Regions from separate parts of the Danio rerio genome. Here region 2 is linked to region 1. The links are chromatin contacts, called in public Micro-C maps. All regions are on one chromosome and are shown on one strand. The core of a region is the stretch at or near the end of the contact, and the rest is flanking DNA. Distances in the headings are between cores, read along the strand shown. Region 1 holds the start of sdsl (serine dehydratase-like). Region 2 holds the start of ptp4a2a (protein tyrosine phosphatase 4A2a).

Region 1 (6,504 bases), core at 1,536-4,035:
TAATTTGCTCCTATAGAAGTAGGTGAACAAGTCACATCTTGGATAGCCTGTATACAAGTAAATTCACAGCGTAAACTTTCATTTTGGGTTGAACAAATGGCTCAATATACCAGAAACGTACATTTTTACTTAAAAAAGTGTGACAGGGTCTGACATTTAGCTTGTCATCCTCAAAAAAAGCATACAAATAAATAATTATAGAATTAAATAAATAGTTTTAATTTTATTTGCATAAGTAAATTGTTGAGGGTCATATATATTTGCAAACATTCTGTATTTGCACATATTCACCTAATAAAACAAAATAAAAATCATATAAAAACAAGCATAAAATCGTACAATTCAATGATAGAACGCATCTTTGATCACTGTCAGCTTCTACTCCGTCAAACAATGTCACTTCTGAGTCATAGCCTTACAAGTGTATTGCATGCATTATACTCTGTATATACATGTTTCTTTTCAGCTATTGGAATTATATGTACATATATGTTCAAATAAATTAGTATAATTATATATAAATGTTCATATATTTTTATATATAGCCATTTTATATATAAATATTATAGTATTATTATATAATACGGGCAGTTCATTATGATGTGGCAACCCCAGATAAATAAGGCGACTAAAACTAAGGCAAAGAAAATTTTATGAATTTAATAAATAATTATTATAATGAATTAAGGGTTTTATTATTATTTTTATCATATTAAACATATGTCTAAAAATATTAGATAAATGTTTAGATATACGTGTTAAGGCAGCAACATATTTGGAAAAATATGACACTGCGATATTTATTCTTTCTGTGATATATTGCCATAAGACTACAAGTTACTATAAAGCAATATAATGTTGCAGACATATATTTTAAATATTGCAAAATTGCCGTTCACATATCTATTTTTCAGAATAGGAACTCTGTATATACTTCCCAGAGATGTACATTTTTCTGGACCATTTTTGAATGACAGCATTCATGGAAGAGAGCATGGTTATTACTTGAAAAGTTTAGCATGTCCAATAAAATAAGAAAGATACATTTTACCATTTTGCATAATGTATATCCTACAAATTCCCATATTGCTAATTATTTTGATATATCTAATTCGTGTACTGTCTGCAATTCACATGAAGAGACTTTATTTCACTTATTTTGTAGTTACATTCATGTTAAACTTCTTTGGAACAACAATATTTTTTATTTATCGTCCTTATTTAAATATTATTTAAATATATCTATAAAAGATAGGTTTCTATAATAAATATAGATATAATAAATATATCTATAAAAGATATATTTCTGTATTTCTCTGGTAATGATCATGCTCTCAATCTTATTGTAAATTGTTTATACACAAAAATAAGTTCCTAAAGGAAATAACTAGATTTAATACTTTTCTTGATGAAATTTCATTCAATATTGAATTTCTTAAGCTTATTAATAATGAGATGAATACGTTATTTAAAGCTTATGATATTCTTTTTTCTTAATGATTGATGCTTTCACTTCAATACAGTGATTTTATTTTTTTAAGATTCAATTAAAAAAATGTATTGCACACATATGTCAAATTTAATGCAAAAGTGACAGGACTGACAGAAACATGGGGACAATCGTAAATGTATTTGTATTATATATTTGCCGCTTTTTTTTTTGTAGAATTATTTATCATTTTTTGTTGTTAATCAATCGATGTGAATGATAACAACTTAAACTTGCTATTTTTGAAGTATTTCTTCCTAAAAGACAGTTTTTAGCAATAACAAAACTATTATAGCTGTAGGTTCAATTGGGCTGAGGACAAGGACAATGACAGAGTTTGTACATTAAAGTGTTTTAAATAAAGAAAAAAACCTAAGAAACAAATGAATGACATATTCCTTTACAGAACAGCTCACAGAAATCAAAAATCAGTCCATTTTAGAAATTTTTGGGATGAAATACTTTTAATTCACTGTAAATTTTTCTATTTTAGGTACAGATAATGTACGTCTCTGGTGGAATGAGCCAAAGAAACATCTATACACGAATGGAAAAAAACGAATGTTCATCATTTCACTCACCTGAAGAACAAATTACACCTCTAGACTTATTAGAGCTTGCAACCTTATAAATGAATAAAAACATATTGTTATTTTTTGTACTCCTGGAAAAAAATATGCAGTTCTTCCTAGAGGACACCAGAGGGTAGTGCGAACACACTATACAGGCCTGAACGTGCTCCGAACGTATTAAAATTTAATAATGTAAACTAATTTTAAAATACGTAATGGGTGACATTTATATACAGTTATATGTTTTTCAAGAAATTTGGTTCTTAACTTTTAGAAACAAGCAACATTTTTCCTCACATTTTGACACATGTATCCTATTCCACGGATTTTGAAGGAACCGGCGGGCTGTGAGCTCTCCATCTTCAGATACACGGTGCTACCCACCAACTTGGACATGCCCGTGCTCTCGAGAAGTGGGGTGACGACGTGAAATCCATTTTGCTTTGACATTTTTTCCTCAAAATGTTCTGCAATGCAAACAGATAAGAAGGGAGAGAGAGCAAACAACAATGTCCCATTACGGTTGGTAAACAACCTTAGCACAAACTGACGAACATAAAACATGATCGATTTCGCGCGCTTTTCATCTCAAGTCTGAGTTTTACACATAAAAAGTACAATGTCTTACTTGTTAATTTGCTGTTTGATAGTCCACTCACCTATTCCGTTGCTAGACGATTCTCTTTAGCATGAGCACTGCCGAGGAGCTCAAAGTTCATTTGCTGACAATAAAGCAATCGGGCACTAATGAACTAATGTCCAAAGATGCTAGATAAACCTCAACAGCTTGCGAAATTATGTAATGTAGGGTAAACTTGGGTTATTCATTTATGAGAAACTGTTCTCAAAGATATCGTAAAAGTAACGTAAAACAGTCTGGGATAGTGCTTAACTTGCATTTAATATTATGTTTATAGTCATACTGATTGCTAACAGTTGTCCACCTCGATAAACATAGGATTTTATAGTCAAACTATAGTAATGAAACAAAACAATGAGAAAAAAACTTAGTAGCCTATCAGTAATGTGCATATCGAACTACACAACAAGGCCATCATTATATATATTGATATTTCAAGACTAAACCCCCAAAGGCATTTTACTTGTGCTCAGTACACAGCATCACTATAAAACACATGCTTTGAAAAATAGAGCCAGTACAACTTATGACTTTGTCCCAATGTGGAAATTTTATTGTGCACATATACATGACATTACATAAACTGCTCTTGTATGGCAGCACAAACACTCGGCAGATCCTGGCTCTTTTGGCAGCCATAAAAGCTTATATCAAGCTGTTTAAAGAATTTCTTTTTACTTCCATTAAATAAAGAACCCTTAAAAGGGAATCATGTAGCATAAAAAAATATCAAGCCTGACTTAAATTAAGCATAGGAATATGCTATAGGTTTTGTGTGATATGTTGACAGTATCCCCTGTTGAAGAACAGCCACTGTATTAGTCATGTCATCAGTTTTCTTCCAGCACCCAAGTCACAAATGACTACACAATTTCACCTCCTCAAGCCCATATAATCCTCAACACACACAAACATACATACATACATGTTTCCATAACAGGCCACTTCCTTATCATCCATCAGTAGCTTGACCAGCCTCAAGGCCTCTTTGTAAACACTTTCCAGCACCTTCCTTCCTTTTCCCTGAATCAGCGACTTCCTAACCGTGGGAAATGAAACTTCAGTTCCATTGGTTTCCTCTTTGCCTGATAATACCCACAGAGCACGAAACATTGGAATCCAAGACCGCATACTCTGTCACCAACTCTTATCATCATGTCACATGCACTTCCCACTCTTACAGAACACATCCCACTCTGAAACACTCACAAACGCACACATACTCAGGAGGTCTGTGCTGTGGAAGAGGACAGAATAGCTAACATGTTCCTCAACAGAGATATGGGTGAGAGGGACACTGCAAAAACAACACATCATAGTGACGAATAAATCTGGGATGCAAACAGAAGACCACTGAATTCCCCGCTCATGGGTAAATCCATCTTGTCCGACACCAGACGTGCTCCATCATCTTGCCACCCCTGTGGGCTCTGTGTTGTGGTGACGGCAAAGACAGGGCAGGGCAGCATCCCACAGTTTCATGCCAAGTGCTGTGTATAATACTGTCTCTTCAGGCCATCTATGCCAAAGAACGTTGCCTGGGTTTGATTCTTGGGTACAGCTGGAAAAACAAGAATGAACAGCAACTTCCAAATTAAGAAGATACTTTGCAAACTATTTACAACTTCCTAATTAAAATTTGAACAAAATATTTTAATGCACAAAATTAGGGCTGCACAATATTGGGATAAATTGCAATATGAATACTACTGATGGGTCATTCTTTTTTAAAAATTTTTTGGGGGGGGGGTTTACCTTTAATGTAAAGGACAGTAGAGATTATCGACAGGAAAGCATAGGGAGCAGAGGGGAAGGATCGGCATAGGACCGTGAGGTGGGAATTGAACTCGGGTCGCCGTGAGCACCGCAGTGCATGTGTCGATGCCCTAACCACTACACCACTGGTGCCGACGTGATATGTCGTTCTTGAACTATTTGGTTATTTTGAGAAAATCTTTGTACAACTCGAGAACAATGTGTCCTTTCAGAGTAATTTGTCCATTTGCGCATGTCCCCATTCGTGCAGGTGGAGTAGAAGATTGGTTCCTTTTTTGAGTCTTCTATCGGTCATCTATAGCTCTTCTATAAGTCATTCATTCATCACGTGAAAGACAGAAGCCAATCATATGCATTTAGAGCCGGAAAAAGATTTGATCTGTTCATTTCTCGAGTCCTCATTTTTAGTTGTTCTTTCATCTTGTGAATGATAGAAGCCAAAAGTATATATTTAGAGCCGGAAAAAGATTTGATTCGTTCATCTCAAGTCCTAGGTTTGAGTTATTCATTCATCACATGAAAGACAGAAGTCAATCATATGCATTTAGAGTCGGAAAAAGATTTGATTCGTTCATCTCTCAAGTCCTAGGTTTGAGTAATTAATTCTTCATGTGAAAGACAGAAGTCAATTATATGCATTTAGAGCAGAGAAATTATCTGATCCGTTCGTTTCTCGAGTCTTTGATTTGAGTCATCTCTCTTCACATGCTGTCACGTGATGAATGAATGACTCAATAACCAGAAGACTCTAAAGGTGAACTAAACTTGGCTCTTTTCAGCTCAGACTGTGTGCATTGGTTAAGACTGTCAGTGTAAAGTGAACAAACTACTCAAATTTATAGACATGTCAGAAGAGGTGACCTGACATAATAGACTTAAGACTAGGTAAACAGTATATAATTGTTTTTTTCTTTCTTATAGCACTCTAGTTATGACTTGTTTGTAGTGTGATCAACGTTTGGTGTAGTGGTAGATGCGTTTGGAAGCAACTTTAATCATTTTAATAGTATTTTAGCGAAATTAACTAAATGACTTGAAAAAAGATGTTCATCTCACTGAACGAGACTCAAGGGTCAGAGTCAGTAAAATAATCCGAACTGCCCATCACTTCTAAATACAATTTTACCAGATGACTTGAATAGCTAATTCTTAGAAAGAATTTATTATTTTATAATTATTTGGGTGATTTTGAAATAAAGCTACAAACTTTTTTACAAAATTTTTTCTGCCTGAACTTGCTTGAAATGCATGTCTCACAGTCCATAAAAACACATGCAAATGATAACCTTTCTCTCTATTATGGTTAAACTTTGCAATGTCTCCAGAAATCACATGTGTTCTAAATTGTGGTGCCCAGTCAATAATTATCCCATCTTGAAATGGCACATACTGTAACTGTGGATGTGCACATTGCATTGTTGATGCTGAAATGATATTTTGTGCAGCCCTAGAGCAAAGAAATAAATGAGCTTATGCAGATATCTTACCCCTAACAAGTTGCGTGGTACATAGCCCTCTTTGTCATTTACTTTGGCCCACCACCATTCTGTCTCGCTGTCGTCCCTACGACTCATTATAGTGAGAGCATCACCTTCACGAAAAGACAGCTCATCTGCACTTTGAGCTTCATAGTCCCACAGGGCATAAACAGTCCCTTTATTCATTACCCCCAGTTTCTCCTGCACACCTGGAATAAAAAGAAAAACTTAGCTTTAAAAATCAGGAACCGTTATGAAACTACACCCTTAACAATAAGTATAAAAAATGTTTTTGGAAATTACCGTAAAGAAACTGAGAGCACTGGACATAACCTTCCTCCATCTCTTCACACTTGTCTGCTGCCGTCTCCACGTCACTGATAGTAGTGGCAAAAATGGCAGCTCCAGATTCCACCAGCAATTTACAAAGATGAACATTGTTGCATGAAGCTGCACAATGAAGGGGTGTCCTGGTCACAAGAGAGATCATAAATTAGAAACTAACGACATCGCTTTATAGGTAAAAAATTTGTTTGTACAAAATAAAAT
Region 2 (6,841 bases), core at 840-3,339, 91 kb after region 1:
GTAAAATATCATTTAAAAAATGACAAGCATAGATATATACAATGAACAAAAAATGCAAATAAACTATGATTTTCTGGGGGGTCAAACAGTATTCAGATAATAATATAATAATTGCAACAATATTAATAATAATAACAATAATAACACTATATTCATTTAATGAAATGCAAATGTAACCTTTAAGCTATGATTGTTAAACCTATTGTGCCCAAATGTTTAAGTTTGCTCAAAACTCTTTCAGTCAGGGCTTAAAAACTTGCAAATAATAAACTTTCACCCGATGGTTCAAATTTGAAATGATTCCACTATGTTGTTAACTGTAATTGTCTGGTCAACTATAATCCCAGCTAAGTTGCAGATCCCTTCGATGTGACTATTGCAGACTTGCACATTGCAATACCAATGCTGAAACGATTGTGCAGCCCTAGATATTACCATTTAGAATTTGCAAAGAATACTTTTTTTTTATTATATTATTAAGGAGAAAGTCTGAACATGTAAATATGGCATGGGACGATAATCACTTTCAAGGTTTACCACGGTTTGAAAAAGTCAAGGTTTTAATACTGTTTGTTGTTATACGATTCCTAAGGTATATGATTTTTTTAAATGTTTTTTTTTATGTACTGTAAAGAAATCTGTGTTTTTGAAACTAACAAAACTCAATGATCTATTTTAATTATTTAGCCTGACATACTAACAGTTCCAAAATACTAAAAAGGTTTCTTAAAATAAAATAAATTATGTTCAATGAAGAGAAGAAGTTAAGTTTTTTTTTTGTTTGTTTGTTTTACTTAGACATTTAAAAAGAACTTACTTTAGAGCAGTAATCATAATACAGTGATAACATGAAACCATGGTATTTTTATCCAAGATTATCATACAATGAGAAACTACATCAATCCATGTAATTTAAAGCACCCCTATTTAGGAATGTATTTGTACCCAAAACAAAAATACTGATGGTTTATTTTGTGCATGCTATATTTATTTTATGACTAAATGAATTAAAGACTTTCCTCCTGGACTGAAAACAGCTGAAACCATCTTAGGATATATACAAGCCAAATAAAACATTTGAGAATGCATTCAAATTTTGGGAAATCACCAGATCACTCATAAAAGTTTAAACATAAAAATGCAGAGATGCATCTCCTTTGACACGTGCATAATCCATTCTATTTTTTGACCATTATCTCATTCTTAAAGGGATAGCTCACACATGCAAACACTCACACAACGAAAAATATATCAGTTACACACCTTGATGTTTATTCAATCGCCTATAATTTTCTTTCTGCTGTGGAAAACAAAGGTTTAGCAGAATGACAGCCTCAGTCAACATTTACCATCATTGCATGTTTTTGGTGAATGGTGACCGAAGATGTAATTTTGCCTGCCTTTGTGTTGTTTTCCACAGAATATATTAAATTATGTTTTGGATTAGAACGACATGAGGTGGAGTCAACAAAAATGTATATATAATTTGGGGAGAAAGACAAAGACATTTAATGCAGAGCACACAATGGGCTACCACATTTGCTGACAACACATTAATTTAAATGTGTAAAGGACTGATTTAAAAAAAGACATATAAATCAAATATCAAAATTCTAAAATACGTATTTGCTTAATTTCTACAGGAGCAGCATTATGTCCAGTGCCTTGTTGCGTTAACATGAAATCCAGCTTTTCCTAATTAAAGTCAATTTCAACGAGATTGTTATTATTTGACAGTTTAACTCGGTATTACATGTTTATATGTCACATTATAAGCTGTCAATACAACCCAAAGGTACATTATTATTTCAAAAGTGCCAAATGTTTTACGAGATTAGTTCGCTCCTGTCCGGCTAGCGTGTTTTAGCCGCTAAATGCGTATATATTTAAATACACGCTGAAGTTCAAGTTTCATCTTTTATCTAGGTGTTTATAAATGACAGGGAAAAAACGTACATATTATATAAAACAGATACTTACAAAGAGCTGACGGTAGATGTGAATACCGTGACAAAGGGAGAAAGGGTTGAGAGACGCTGCTAGCCGGCTAGCTCTCCTCTACCATAGAGCTCCAGTAACCAGGCGACAATTCCGGTCAGTAAAGGTGGACGATGATTTGGTGAGTGCAGTCACGTGGGCCATAAACAGTGTTGAATGGTTATGGAGGATAGATGTCACTTTTCCCCCCGGTGATGCGTCTTGACCAATCATCTTGAATCTTCTCACGCGATTTACATTTACGAAGATAATTTGTCATAGATATTGTTATCTGTCGTGTGTGATTATTGCAGCATACTGTAAAATGTAAAACACCAAATATGATTTGTTTTCTGCAAATGGAGGCGACAAGATACATTTTAGAAAAAAAATCATATAGTTTATTTGATATAAAAACAATAAAATATATTAAGATAAATGACCAATGATAGTATAAAAAGATAATACATATTATACACACACACAAACACACAAACATACACACACGCGCGCACGCACTCACGCACGCACACATGTTTGTTTTTGTGAAAAGTGGGGACAGTACATAGGTTTCCATTCATTTTATACTGTCCAAACCGTATATTGTATTGCCCTCACCCCACCCCACCCCTAAACCCAACCATCACAGGAGAGTGTGTGCAGCTTTACTCTCTGATTAAACTCATCCTGTAGGATTTATAAGCGTTTTGAGAAATGAGGACGTCACCAATGTCCTCATATTTCACCACCTTTTTGTAAAACCTGTGTCATACCCATGTCATTATACAGATTTGTGTTCTGATATGTCACAAAAACACGTACACACGTACACACACACACACACACACACACACACACACACACACACACACACACACACACACACACACACACGCACACACACACACACAATTACCTGATAAATATACTGTAATAATAAAAATTTAATCAAATCATATATAGTCTATAAATGATTCAAAAATGTATTTAAAATAAATATATATAATACATACAAATGAGAATAAAGAAATAAAATATTAAAATGAAATGTTTGGGGGAAAATGTAATAAGTTACATCCATGATGCAAATCATCAACCACATCCCTAAGGTGCTCTATTGGGTTGAGTCTGGTGACTGTGGAGGCCATTTGAGTGCAGTGAACTCATTTTCATGTTCAAAAAACCAGTCTGAGATGATTCACGCTTTATGACATGGCGGTTTATCCTGCTGGGAGTAGTCATCAGAAGATGGGTACACTGTGGTCATAAAGGGATGGACATGGTCAGCATCCCAGCATCCCTCACCAGTACTCAGGTAGGCTGTGGTGTTAACATGATGCTCAATTGGTACTAATTTGCCCAAAGTGTGCCAGGAAAATAACCCTCACATCATTACACCACCACCAGTCTGAACTATACATACAAGGCAGGATGGATCCATGCTTACATGTTGGTGATGCCAAATTCTGACCCTACCATGTGAATGTCGCAGCAGACATCGAGACTCATCATCGTTTTTCCAATTTTCTATTGTTCAATTTTAGTCAGCCTGTGCAAATTGTATCCTCAGTTTCCTGTTCTTATCTAACAGAAGCGGCACCCGGTGTGGTCTTCTGCTGCTGTAACCCATCCACCTCAAGATTGGACATGCTGTGCATTCAGAGATGCTCTTCTGCAAACCTAACAAGAGTTACTGTTGCCTTTGATCAGCTCGAACCATTCTGATGCTCGGTTTGAACTGCAGTAGATTGTATTGACCATGTCTACATGCCTAAATGCATTGAGCTGCTGTCATGTGATCGGCTTATTATACATTTTCATTAATGAGCAGGTGGTCAGGTGTACCTAATAAAGTGGCCGGTGAGTGTATCTACATTGCAACTCAACTGAAACAATTTTTTAAAATGAATAGCCTATTTTAGAGCCATATATAATATAAACCTTTCACAATATAAATCAAATCTTTATATATCATATATGCCTTTTTCAACATCGAGTATTTGGGCATTGTGGCATTTACAAAGCGGTGGTAATTAAATGAGAATAATCTTGTAGCTTAACCAACTTTTAATGTTAAATAACCAAATAATCTGTCTAATGGTCACACACTTCAAGTAAACATTTAGCTTAAACTGAATATTCAATCCATCTGTTCATACTGCTGGGAAGTGGTCAAATAGGCTATGATCTAGTTCGAAAATGAGGTTATGACACCATCTCCTGGTAAATCAGAGTAATAGCATGGATTAAAACAGCCATTATTTCCATTATAAACCATGCAATTAAACGTGTTTTCCTTACGATACTTTTATAATTAATAACAATATTAATAATTATATAATATTTTCTGCATGTGTGAAATGAAATACAGGCCTCTCAATTAGCTACAAGCCAGCTCACATTACAGTCTCCGCCGGTGTAAGGTAATACCTGTATATGTAGCACTGCAGCACGACACAGCCCACACCCTTCCCATCATCACAGGTGGACAAAAACACAACACATTCGGGTATAGCCCAATGCACTTCAGTTAGGCCTACTTCTCAGGATCAGGTCTGACAAGATTTCTGACAGCCTTTCTGCGGGCTCACCACCCTCTTCTATGAATTTAGGCTGTTTTTTTCTGTGCGATTTGTTTTCAATGTCTGTCAGTTCCGCGAAACACGGTAAGAACCTCTTTTATGTGTTAATTAATTACTACGTAAGCTATAAATAAAAGCTAGCAAGCAAACAGGTCTTAAGATCGTGCAATCTTAAGTTATAAGTATACTGTACAGGATCATAATACATTTTTCTTTTTAAATATTTCTCAAAATTATGTTTAACAGAGCAAGGGAATTTTCACAGTATGACTGATAATATTTTTTCTTCTGGAGAAAGTCTTATTTGTTTTATTTTGGCTAGAATAAAAGCGGTTTAAATTTTTTTTTATAAACCATTTTAAGGACAAATTTATTAGCCCTTTTAAGCTATATATTTTTAGCCTACAGAACAAACCATCGCTGTGCATTAACTTGCCAAAATACCCTAATCTGCCTAGTTAACCTAATTAACCTAGTTAAGCCTTTAAATGTCACTTTAAGCTGTATAGAAGGGTCTTGTAAAAAAATCTGGTGAAATATTATTTACTGTCATCATGGCAAAGATAAAATAAATCAGTTATTAGAGATTGGTTATTAAAATTATTATGTTTAGAAATGTGTTGAAAAGAAATTGGGGAAAAAATAAACAGGGGGCAAATAATTCTGACTTCAATATATATAGAAAATTTTCAAATGCATTTTATTTCTGCATTTTCATTATTCCAGTCTTCAGTATCACTCTATCCTTTAGAATTCCGTTTAAAATGCTGATGTGGGGCTCTTGAAACATTTTCTTTTGTTTTTAAGGTGCCCTATAATAATAAGAAGAGGAATACGAGTTTGGTACAAGGAAATTGCCATTCAGCATTAGCCACAAACATCATTGTTTCCTCATACTCTGTAAATTCTAGGACCAATTAAAGGATTATGTCACACTGAAGAATATTCTGCTTATCTAATACATCTGGCTACTGCTTCTTTGTTTTTCTTTACTTCATTTTAATCTTTAAATTATTGTAATACTATGTGTGCTTATTTTACTGGTGCATTTATAAAGTAAATTTAGTTTTGTAAGGCAAAAGTAGTGCTAGTGACAAATCCTGATAAGTTATAGTTAAAGTTAGCGCATATATATATATATATATATATATATATATATATATATATATATATATATATATATATATATATATTCAATTTGAAGTATGTTTTTTCATGTAAACATATTTCAGATGTATTTATTCCTGCATTTTCATCATTCCAGTCTACAGTATCACACGATCCTTCAAAATTCATTCTAAAATGCTGATTTGCGGCTCTAGAACATTTTCTTTTGTTTTAAAGGTGCCCCATGAAGAAAATCTGGGTATATATAAGAAGATTAAGAGTTTGGTACAAGGAAATTTCCATTCGGCATAAGCCACAAACATTATTGTTTCCTCATACTCATGTAAATTGTGTAAGTGTAAAACCCCAGTGAAAAACAGGACATTAATTATAAGAACCATTATTAAAGATTAGGCACCAAATAGCTTATGATAATCACAGATTAATTTTTCACAGAATTTTCTATTATGTGTTTTCTAGTGGGAAAAGTCTTATTTTATTTTGGCTAGAATAAAAGCAGTTTTTAAATTTTTTAAAGGTCAATATTATTAGCCCTCTTCAGTTGTCTACAGACCTAACCCCTGCTGTACAATGGCTAGTCTAATTACCCTAACTTGCCTAATTAACCTAGATAGCTTTTAATTTGCAGTTTAAGCTGAATACTAGTATCTTGAAAAATATCTAGTTAAATGTTATTTACTGTCATCATGATGAAGATAAAAGAAATCAGTTATTTAAAAATAATTATTAAAACTACTGTGTTTAGAAATGTGTTAAAAAATATATTTTTTCCTTTAAACAGCAGTTGGGGAAAAAATTACAGGAGGCTAATATTTCCAACTTTATATATATGAAATCAGAATTATTAGCCCCTCTTTGATTTCTTTCTTTTTAAAATATTTCCTAAATTATGTTTAACAGGCAATTTTCACAGTATGTCTGATAATATTTTTTGTTCTGGAGAAAGTCTTATTTGTTTTATTTCGGCTAGAATAAAAGCAGTTTTACATTTTTTTAAACACTATTTTAAGATCAAAATTATTAGTCCCTTTAAGCTATATGTTTTTCCGATAGTCTACAGAACAAACCATCGCTATTCAATAACTTAATTACCCTAACCTGTCTAGTTAACCTAATTAATCTAGTTAAGCCTTTAAATGTCACTTTAAGCTGTA

Evidence for each region. A called contact is a pair of places that touch in the nucleus more often than the background predicts.
Region 2: a Micro-C map of caudal fin shows a contact between it and region 1, with 12 times the contacts expected there. The contact joins the promoter of ptp4a2a here to the promoter of sdsl in region 1. A contact is called at or near these places in 10 of 18 Hi-C or Micro-C datasets (caudal fin, embryo, fibroblasts and 3 more) and 1 of 4 datasets of contacts at active chromatin or transcription factors (caudal fin).

What each region holds. Positions count from the first base shown.
Region 1 is chr17:15,863,477-15,869,980 of GRCz12tu, forward strand. It overlaps sdsl (serine dehydratase-like), which reads right to left and starts at 2,786. Exons shown (of 8, transcript NM_001327936.1): 1 at 2,721-2,786; 2 at 2,359-2,528; 3 at 2,071-2,113. The coding sequence starts at 2,511. ppp1r13ba (protein phosphatase 1, regulatory subunit 13Ba) reads right to left here. Exons shown (of 18, transcript NM_001204257.1): 16 at 6,259-6,425; 17 at 5,965-6,164; 18 at 3,229-4,262. The coding sequence ends at 4,221.
Region 2 is chr17:15,955,579-15,962,419 of GRCz12tu, forward strand. It overlaps ptp4a2a (protein tyrosine phosphatase 4A2a), which reads right to left and starts at 2,090. Exons shown (of 7, transcript NM_001005583.2): 1 at 1,981-2,090. It also overlaps a transcript of gjb9a not described here.